Linked DNA regions of Drosophila melanogaster: region 2 is linked to region 1. The links are chromatin contacts, called in public targeted proximity ligation maps. All regions are on one chromosome and are shown on one strand. The core of a region is the stretch at or near the end of the contact, and the rest is flanking DNA. Distances in the headings are between cores, read along the strand shown. Region 1 holds the start of Med (Medea). Region 2 holds the start of lncRNA:CR44091 (long non-coding RNA:CR44091).

Region 1 (4,740 bases), core at 318-2,817:
TTGTCGTTGGCCATTTAAGCTAGTTGTTAACTAATTTGTACTGCGTTTGTATCACAATTGGAACTCTGTTTATTAGGCTGGCATTTTATCCTCAATTTTTCCCGTCTGCGGATCGATTTTTCCCACACACACTGGGCTGAAGGTGCTTGGGACTTTTCTCCATCAGCTGTGCATTTTCCTCCTGCTGATTTTTTTTAGTTCTGCTTTAGCAAAGCTTTGTACGTTTGCACTTGGTCCTTTTCAATTTCTATTTTCTATTCCTAAGCAAACAAACACATTCAAACACTCGCGCTCGCAAAAACGGTACTTCTCCGCTTTGTTGTTTTTTTACGAATGAAGAATATTGTGAGCGACCAGTGTTACCAGTAGGCCTACAAGTTCCACAGATTTGGTGCGAACTGAAATTTGTACTATAAAATACCCTAAGCCAGCGGAAGCGATAGTCCCTCACTATCGATGTGTATGTTATTCGATTCTCTCTGTTAACTAACATTTCGCTGTAATGTTATCGAACCCTAATAAGCCCGCAATAATTCTTTTTTGATGTCGAACAATTTTGAACACCGAACTCAAATAAGCCCGCAATAATTCTTTTTGGTGTCGAACAATTTTCAACACCGTAAGCCTGATAGGGATTAAATAATAACTTTATGCTTCTGAATGCGGGATGTAGACAATTTTATGACAAGTGATTTAATTAGTTAGGGAATTAAAAAATATGAGGGCAACAAATCCTCGAAGTTAAATTGAGTTCCCAAATTACTATTACAAATGGAAGCTTCTGTTTTGGCAGGGAATCGCAAACTTCCCACACATAATTTCACAATCAATGTCATTGCCAAAATATAAACATATTTACATATGTACGCCGCAAATCGAAATTCCGTTCAGATAAGCGTTGAAATTACGCATTTTGATAAGATATTTTGAAGATGGAAACTACGCAGCAAACTGTTTTACAAAAGCCGGAGAAATGCATTTCCGGCGAAAAGGAAATTCGTTACTGTTGCCAAGTGAACATTTTCAAGAGAAGAGGGGAAGGGGGTGGTCTATTTCAGGCCCCACTACACACACATGCATATTTCTAGAAACAACCTGTCACACAAACGACTCATCAACGGCAATTTTTTATGAATGAATTTTAGCAATTAAAGCAATGGAAAGAAACTTTTCAATGGGAATGCGAAAACATCAATTAACTTGTTGCACAAGATGTTCAGCCTTCGATTTTCCCCAATCTCAACGATAAGAAACTTTCCTCAATTTCGTCACACACACACACACATGCGAATGGGAAAAAACGCGTGGCGATTGATTTTCGGCCTTTCAAAAAGTTCGTTTTACGCACTGAACAGCCCGCGAAATGAGTGTAAGTCGGTGTAACAAATCTCATGGCACTTACCCGGATGCCTCTGCGTTTTGATCAGTATCTGCTTTTCTTGCTTCTTATTTCCAAAAAATATAAACTTATTCTCAAATCAAATCTTCGAGAACTGACCAAACTAGGTGTTTGTAAAAATCCAAGGTAGGTATTTCGCGCTTTGCCCATCTGGCAACGCCCGCCCATGTTGTATCGCGAAACGGTCACTCTGCACAGCCGCAACAAAATAAAAAAGGAAAAAAAGGCAAATTGGCTGGAAAACTGGATTTCGTCGGGCGGAAAATTGTACTTTCGAGTTTCCCAAGCAGCCAATTAAGTGCAAACTATGAAATTCCACGAAAAACAGTAAAAGCCAGTCTCTACCAAGGATTTGAGCAGGAAACTTCTCGCTGGGCGTGTGTGTGTGCAGTGCGTGTGCCAGTGTGCGTAAAGAAGGAGGTGGAGAAGACGAAGGAGAGGAGAGTTTTCGCAGGGAAATTACGCCAACTTTGTGGGAGTTCAAGTCGAGTTAGTTCAGCGCGCGCGTGTGTGTGTGTATGCGTGTGTGCAACACCCCCCAAGCCCACTCACACAAAGCCATCCAGCCGCCGTTTGTTTTGTGCTCACATTCGCGTGCCGCCTTTGTTTGGCTTTTCTTTGGCCAGTGATTCTACGCCTTGTTTTTGCCCGCCGCCGGCTTCGATTACGCCTGCTCCAGCCACCGTACGATCCCCACTCCGCTCTCCGCCGCTCACGATCCCCATTCCGGATCCGGATCCAGCAACAACGCCGCCGTGGATGCCCATGCTCGCACTCTGGGCTCGCTCGCCCAGGACTTTGGCATGGGCGGCGGCTCGGGGGCGTGTCCGCCCGCCCACATGTACGGCGCCGTAGCCCCGCAGGACAGTAAGTGAAGTTCTCTAGAGGAGCAGCAGTCATAGTGAACTCCTTTTCGAGTTGTTATTCTAAAATCGATTTGTGGCCAAGTATTGTGGACAATCCTAAATCTTACCGTAGCATTATTATTTACTGTTGATAAACTTGAAACTCTTTGAAATTTAAAATGAAATTGGATTGAGCTGTACAGTATCCGTTGATCTACTAAAAAAACTCAGAGCTAATTACCCCCACCATCTGCAGTAATTGTCCGGGACATGGTGCAAATGCCGCCGCCGCCCTCGAACGCCCCCACATCGGCGGACGCCTGTCTGAGCATCGTCCACTCGCTGATGTGCCATCGGCAGGGCGGCGAAAGCGAGGGATTTGCCAAGCGAGCCATCGAGTCGCTGGTCAAAAAGCTCAAGGAGAAGCGCGACGAACTGGACTCCTTGATCACGGCCATCACCACGAACGGAGCCCATCCCAGCAAGTGCGTGACCATACAGCGCACCCTCGATGGTCGCTTGCAGGTAGGTTGAGTCTCTCAGACTTTCTGCATCGAATTTGATAATGTGTATAAGCAATGAACTTACCACTTTACCATTCTCTATCGAAGGTTGCTGGACGCAAGGGTTTTCCGCACGTCATATACGCCCGGATTTGGCGCTGGCCTGACCTGCACAAGAACGAGCTGAAGCACGTCAAGTACTGCGCCTTCGCCTTCGATCTCAAGTGCGACTCGGTGTGCGTGAATCCCTACCACTACGAGCGCGTCGTCTCTCCGGGCATCGATCTGTCCGGCCTGAGTCTGCAGTCGGGCCCCAGTCGCCTGGTGAAGGACGAATACTCAGCGGGTCCGCTGGTGGGCAGCATGGACATCGATGGCAACGACATCGGCACCATACAGCACCATCCCACGCAAATGGTGGGGCCCGGCGGCTACGGATATCCACAGGGTCCCTCTGAATATGGTAAGACTACAGTATTGACATTAATTCGATATAGTTTGAGTTTTCGATACTGGATTTCTTGATAATTTTTCTATATTATTTATAATTTTAAACTGAATTGTTCATTTTACTTAATTGTTTACATTCGTTTATTTCTTTGGTTTTAATAATTTATTTATATTTGTTTCCTTTTGGCGATTTTATGTTGACTTTGCGTAGTTGGCGATGCCAATCCCATGAGTGCAATGTTTCCCACCGGGCGCACAATACCAAAAATCGAGCCCCAGGATGGAGTTGCTGGGTCGCGTGGCTCTTGGATGGTACCGCCTCCCCCCCGGCTGGGTCAGCCCCCGCAGCAACAACAGCAGCAGCCGCAGCAGCAAACCCCGCAACCTACACAGCAGCAGCAGGCACAATCGCAGGCAGCTGCTCACTCACTCCGTAAGGATATGGCCTTGATTATAGTTGAAGCTTCGAAAATCGAATTTTAATTACAATTTTTCTCATATGTTGGATTTTAAACTATTATAATATTTGTCTTATTAACAATTAGTTGAATACACATTAATCTTTTCCCAAAATCAACTTTCAGCTGTGCCTCACGGTATGCCGGGCATGCCTGGTCCAATGAATCCCGGTCCCGTGATGGCACCCCCACCCCCGCCGCAGCAGGCTCAGAATCCCCAGGGCAATGGGGTGCACCATACCCAGGCCAATTCGCCCACAGATCCCGCCTCCGCACTGGCCATGCAACAACAGCAGCAGCAGCAGCAGCAGCAACAACAACAGCAGCAGCAGCAACAGCAGCAATCAGGCGGTGTGCCCAATGGATCAGTTAATGCCGGCGGTGGAGCAGCAGCTGGAGGGCAGTACTATGGACAGCCACCTCCTGTTAGTCAGATGCAAGGTGCCGGTGGGGGTGGCACCTCGGTGGCCCCGTCCGTCCACGCCCAGCAAAACGGCTACGTGTCGCAGCCAGGATCCGCGGGCAGTGCTCCCGTTGGAGGTGGTGGCGTCTTTGGCACAGCCCAACCCACACCACAGCAGCCGCAGCAGCCACCGACCGGTGTGCAGGCCAATACTGGGTCTGCTGGGGCTCAGGCTGGCGCCGGAGGCGGTGCGGCTGGCACCTGGACAGGGCCCAACACCCTCACCTACACGCAGTCTATGCAACCACCAGATCCGCGCTCTCTACCCGGGGGCTTCTGTAAGTCTAGGCTATGTAGCCCACTGTGCGACTTTGTAATCCCTGTCCTTCATTTTCCAGGGAATTCGTCGCTTTCGGGTGACCTCGGCTCCCCGCAACAGACGCCTCCGCAGCAGCAACAACAACAGCAGCAACCACGCCTCCTGTCTCGCCAACCGCCGCCGGAATACTGGTGCTCCATCGCATACTTCGAGTTGGACACGCAAGTGGGCGAGACCTTCAAGGTGCCGTCAGCGAAACCGAACGTAATCATCGACGGCTATGTGGATCCCTCTGGAGGCAATCGATTCTGTCTGGGCGCCTTGAGCAATGTTCATCGCACTGAACAATCGGAACGGGCCAGG
Region 2 (5,351 bases), core at 270-2,769, 70 kb after region 1:
GGCTTGGCCTGAATAATACCCACACTGTTCGCATGGCGCGCCTGATCTCGGGCCGCTCGCAATCGAGGTTCACGAAGAACTCCTCCAGGTGGGTGCGGGCCGTGAGATTGGTGTCCAGGACCTGCTTGGCCACCTCCATGCTGTAGCGGCAGGCGTGAAAGAAGTGCAGTGCCTCGCCCTCGGAAAACCTATCCGAGATGTGCGGCTGCGCGTGGATCCAGTCCAGAAATTTCAGCACCTCCGGTCGCCTGATCTCCGGAAAACTGGCATACTGATCCTCCAAGTTGGCCTCCTTCATCGTAGTCGACTGCGCCGAGGATTTACTTCTGATCGTTGCGCTAATTGGCCCGAAACGCGATTGAGCGCGGTCAACTCTCGAATGAAATGGAAATGGAAGCTGGTTGCTTTCGCAAGTGAAACTGGTTGGCCGTCTGACTTCGCTTCGGGAATTCGGCATGCAATTCCGTGTGTTCGGGATGAGATGGGGAATTGGGGCTTTTTGGGAGGGGAGTTGGGACTAGCATGTGTTCAGTAAAAACTGGCAGTGGCAATCGCTGGTCACACGAAAAAAAACTCTAGATTTTTGTTAATTTAGTTTTTCCTCCAGTACATCAACTATTTGAATTTGAAACTTTATTATTCTTTCCAGTGTATTTATCTTCGGTTCATTTCACTTCGCCTCCATCAGGCTGCGTGAAAATGCATTTTTACTCGCCTGCTCTGCCGTACGGTTATCATTATATTTTTCCCTCTCTTCGGGATTGCATAACATGTGATCAAGTGATTGGGCGGCCGATCCATGACGAGGGGTCTGTTATTATTTCGCATGGCGTGTGCTCGGAAGATCGGGAGATTTCAGCTCCTTCATCAAATCCAATGTGCGACGCTTGACTGATGAAAGAAAATGATTTTTGTGCATATACATACATACAGGCGCATAGCGCTAAATGAAGATTAAAATCTTTAAGAGTAATATGTGGTCATATAGTTGTGTACATGGCGTATACATAATATTCGTGTACTGAATCGGTTGTCAAATAATGTAACTTTAAAGGCCAAGTAGAGCTCATTTATTGAACTATCAAACACAGTTTTTAATTAATTTATTTAAAAGTCCAATCCAATGTGGTTTGTTTATATTGGTTGCTCAATAAATTGCACATTTGAAGAATCCTTCGCCAAATAAGATGTCAACTTTAGCGAGTTCCTCGAGTTGCACTGCAAGTACGTGTGGCAACTTCTACTTGGACTTTATCCGCGGAGTCTAGCTGCCACAACGGCCTCATTTCCGCGGCAGACACTTGACATTTTGCCAACAGCAGACACCAGGCATCCACTCAGCCGGTCAGAAATCCAAACTGGCTAGGCAGCCTGTGCCTGCAGCCTGATCCGTGCACTGGGAAAAACGATCACTTAAGCATTTTGTCTGTTTTAAGTGGGTAATTTGTACTTACAGTCGGTAAAATCATATTACAATATGTGTTACCCATATTACCAGAATTTTAAAGTAATCAAAAAGTGGCTGCTTTTCAAAGTTATTTAGATTTTTTCACAGTGTGATTGTGGCATGCTTCGCTCGGTTAAAACAGCCGGTGCGCCACTTTGGCGTGTCTGAAATTCCAAACGGATTAGAAGCCGCGCGCAAAGAGCAAACGGCAACAGCAAATGTTTGCTGCCAATGGCAACCTGTTTGCGAGCCCGAGGAGTGGAAGCTGCGGGATGGTGATTGAAGAAAGGAGGAGGCGGAGGCGGCGGAGGAGTTGTGGACTTCTGTTCATTTCGAACTGCTGGGGGCTGGTGTCGTGGTGTCAGCCCCGAGTGTCAAACTAGGTGCCAATTCCAAATTAATTACACAGCCCGAAGTCCGAGCTTGATTCGCAGCTCGACTTGCACGTAGGGGTCAGGTGCACTCAATGATCCGTGGCAAGGGTAACATCATTGGCATGGGCAGAGTTTGGGATGAATTCTCAGGTGGGTTTTGAATTGGGGTTAATACAGTCGTTATAGAGTATAGGACTGTTATAAAAGATTAGAAGGTATTTATTTGTTGATTGGCAAAAACCATCCTGACCCGGTTTACCAATTGGGTAACTGCAGTCTGCCAACAAATGAGCAACGGACCGGCAGGCGCACTTCAATATTCGCATTGGTGACCCACAAAAATCAATCGCAGGAATGCCTGCATGCTAATCGCGGATCAGGTTTCCGAAGACCACGACGACGGTGATGGTAATGATGATCGCATGGTGGTGACAACATCGTTTGACGACGTGCGTTCTTTTTAAGTTGCCGTCACGCACCGAGTCCTACGTGCAGGTCGCCTCTCTGGGACTCCGGTGCTCAGTCCATCCTGGAACCCCGCCCAGTTACTCCGAACTTTTGCCGGCTTCGGCTGTTGCTTGTTGCCTGGCCATTTTTCACGCATTTGACTGCATTACTTAACCTCAATTGGGCAGACGACGTGCATCAACTCCCATCCACACTCCCATCCCCGTCCCCACTCCGATGCCAACTGCCGGCCACTCCCCAGCCCACTCGACGGCCCCCTTTCTGGCCAACGGTTGCGTTTCCGTTGCCCACCAGAGCTCCGTTGAACAAATGAAGTTGTCGCGGCGGCTTACAGCAATTTGCATGTGCCCCCTGCCCCAGATCCCCTTTCCGTGGCCAGCGGATCCTGTCCAGCTCCGGTTGTCCATTTCAATTGTCGATCGATCGCACAGCCCTGACTCACTTGTACACAGGAAAAACAGTATCTTCCATTTCCAAATCAATTTTATAATATGATAAATCATACGCAATTCTACTTGCAGAGCTCTAGATCAAATGGCTTTAGAATTCGATTCGAAGGGGTATTGAATGTGCAAGGAGTACGACTTTTTGGGCAGTGTGCCGCCCGCCCTGGCACCTTGTGGTCCTAAGTGCGCTCTAACAATTAACGGGGATTGGTTGGGGCAACTCCTATCCAACCCAACCACGCTTTCGTCGCTCGCCGGCTGAAAAAGCTTCAATTGTTCTGCGAGTCGAAAACTCGTTTTGCGCATGCGCGCCTTTTTTGTGGGTTTCGATTGTATTTTATTCGGTGTGTGGCTCTTTTTGTGTTATTTTAGCGGTTTTTGTTTTGATTTCTGATTGCCGTTCGAATGTCTTTTTTTTTAAGCCTGAAGTTGCTGTTGCGGTCGGCGGTGTTGCCGCTTTTTGTGCTGCTGCTGGCCACTTTTATTTACGGTGGCAAGTGTCGCTTGACAAATTGATTTTGATTTGTTTGGTCTTTTTCGCGTTTCTGTTTTGTATTTTGTGCGCCGCATTTGCAAGCCGGCAATGGGTGTTTTGTTAGGGGCTTGGCAACCTTGAGTTAAGTGCAACTTCGCCCAGGGAAATGACTGTTTGAAATGCCATTAAATTGCTTTGGTTCCCAGCCGAACAGGAAGAGGAATCAACAGCAATATCCATCCAATTATCGCTTCCTTCGAAGCATTCAAATTGGAAATCAAGCAGCAACAGTTGAACGCACTCGATTGCCTTCGATTCGCGGGGGTGGAGGGTGCGGCCTTGGGATGGGGTGGAGGATCGGGGGTAACAGGGCATTACACGCTCGTTGGCATCCTGTTTCATGCAACAGCAAGCAACAGGATGCCGCACAAGCACTCCGCTATCCGAGGGTTGCTCTGCCCAGCACTGAGCAAAATCGGTGACCAAAAGTATAATATATAGAGAATTACCGTTCCTAGGTACATTATTTTATGTGAAACAGCACCCCTAAGTTTTTGCCAGTGTGCCCTGCCCTAAATGGCCCTCGAAAAGCCAACCAAAGTCAGTTACAAGTGAATGCCAAACAAAGCCCGTCCCTCAGGCACCAGCGATCCATTCCAATCCATTCCAACCATCCATCCACTCAGCGATCGCACAAAGGAACAGGCAGCACAATGCATTAGTGCCCTCTGGAATAACAAAAACGAAAAGGAGCTGTGACACCGGAGCCCGATCCCCGATCCCCGAACCCTGATCGCCAAAGCCAAAACAAAGGAAGACCGGTCGTGCGTCTCGAGAATCCTTAAGCCGCAGAAGACGAGCAAGGAACTCTCGTATTCATCAACGGGCGAACACCTGATGATGACTTTGACTGCGACACCTGAACGTTAAAAAATGATAATTAGATGGTCTAGCAACCCTCGGCCAGACAGACGTTACAATCACCCTGACAAGCGGGGTAATGGAAATGGTAATGGTGGTGGAATCTCAGTGGACCGTCGGTAGAGTCTTCTTCCTTCTTGTGTTCGCCTAGTGTGAAGTGATCGTTTGACTACATAAGTGTTGTCATCCAGGGGTGGTTGCAGTTTGAGTATCGGGGAGTGCAGGCTGCTAGGATATTCGGAAGTCGCTAAACATTCCTTCCAGACAGTCCACCCTGCTGGACTCGCTTGAGAAGATGCGCCGCGCCCTAATTAGTGGCAGCCAAAAGCAACAGTGCATCGTAAAAATATGCGCATATCAAGAACTCCTATCTACATAATTATGAATTCAATATTTCCTGCCAGTGCTGCACCCCGGCCAGCACCATCTCCTCTCGAAGACTTGCAACTTAAGAGAACGAAACTCAGCGAAGGGAAAGCAAAGGAAAGGAAACGAGCACTTGACTTTAAGGACCACAGACATTACGGAATGAAAGGGGAGTGGAACTCGTCAGCCGGATGGTGATCAAATGAGATCAGAAGAGAAAGCACGCGAAAGGAAGTTCTGAATGGCACTTGGCCCTAAAGAAAGTCGCTTGGAATGGACTGAAGTGGGCACTTTTTTGGTTCTACCAGGATTTTAATTGGATCTGAACCTTCAGCACTGGGTAAGGTAGGGAAGCGCCTAGGACTTTGATTTTTCAGTTGCGATCTATTGTTGAAATTGGAAATTGTATATCGACAAAAAGAGGGCCCACAAAAAAAAAACCCAGCAAGATGGCGAAAGTAGCCATCCCTTTGCTCTTTCCGGTCACCCATCATCTTGTTAAATCTCCTTTGGAGCACTCCCCTCCAGCTCCCTCCATCAACATGTAGAATTCCACGCTTTCGCCTTGACAAAGACGACTCTGTCCCCCATACAAGAGATAGAGGGACGCAGATAGAGGCAGATTGGAAATTGAATCCGTTCCCGATGGGTCTGTGACCCCGACTTCTGATGATTTGCGCCTAGCTGGGATCAGGGGGTTACATCTCTGGCAGTCTCTGCCTGGCTGAGGATGATAAATTGTGGGGCCGCTCTGTCCATATTTCTTGAGTATTTTGCTTACAAATCTTTTAATCGCATAGCTAAAAAGACATCCAGGGTCGCGAGTCGGGAGATACATACATATGCTTGCAATT

The links.
Region 2: a contact with region 1 is called in a targeted proximity ligation map of the Kc167 cell line, with 3 times the contacts expected there. A contact is called at or near these places in 35 of 107 Hi-C or Micro-C datasets (the Clone 8 cell line, the D17-c3 cell line, the Kc167 cell line and 12 more) and 5 of 7 datasets of targeted methods (the Kc167 cell line and the S2 cell line).

Annotation. Positions count from the first base shown.
Region 1 is chr3R:31,609,479-31,614,218 of dm6, forward strand. Med (Medea) reads left to right here and starts at 1,568. Exons shown (of 9, transcript NM_170560.2): 1 at 1,568-2,266; 2 at 2,501-2,769; 3 at 2,856-3,210; 4 at 3,409-3,630; 5 at 3,782-4,396; 6 at 4,457-4,739. The coding sequence starts at 2,203. It overlaps CycG (Cyclin G), which reads right to left and starts at 1,500. Exons shown (of 6, transcript NM_001276217.2): 1 at 1,403-1,500.
Region 2 is chr3R:31,679,500-31,684,850 of dm6, forward strand. It overlaps lncRNA:CR44091 (long non-coding RNA:CR44091), which reads right to left and starts at 1,520. Exons shown (of 2, transcript NR_074070.1): 1 at 1,455-1,520; 2 at 1,097-1,396. CG11550 reads right to left here and starts at 381. Exons shown (of 5, transcript NM_143625.2): 1 at 24-381. The coding sequence starts at 298.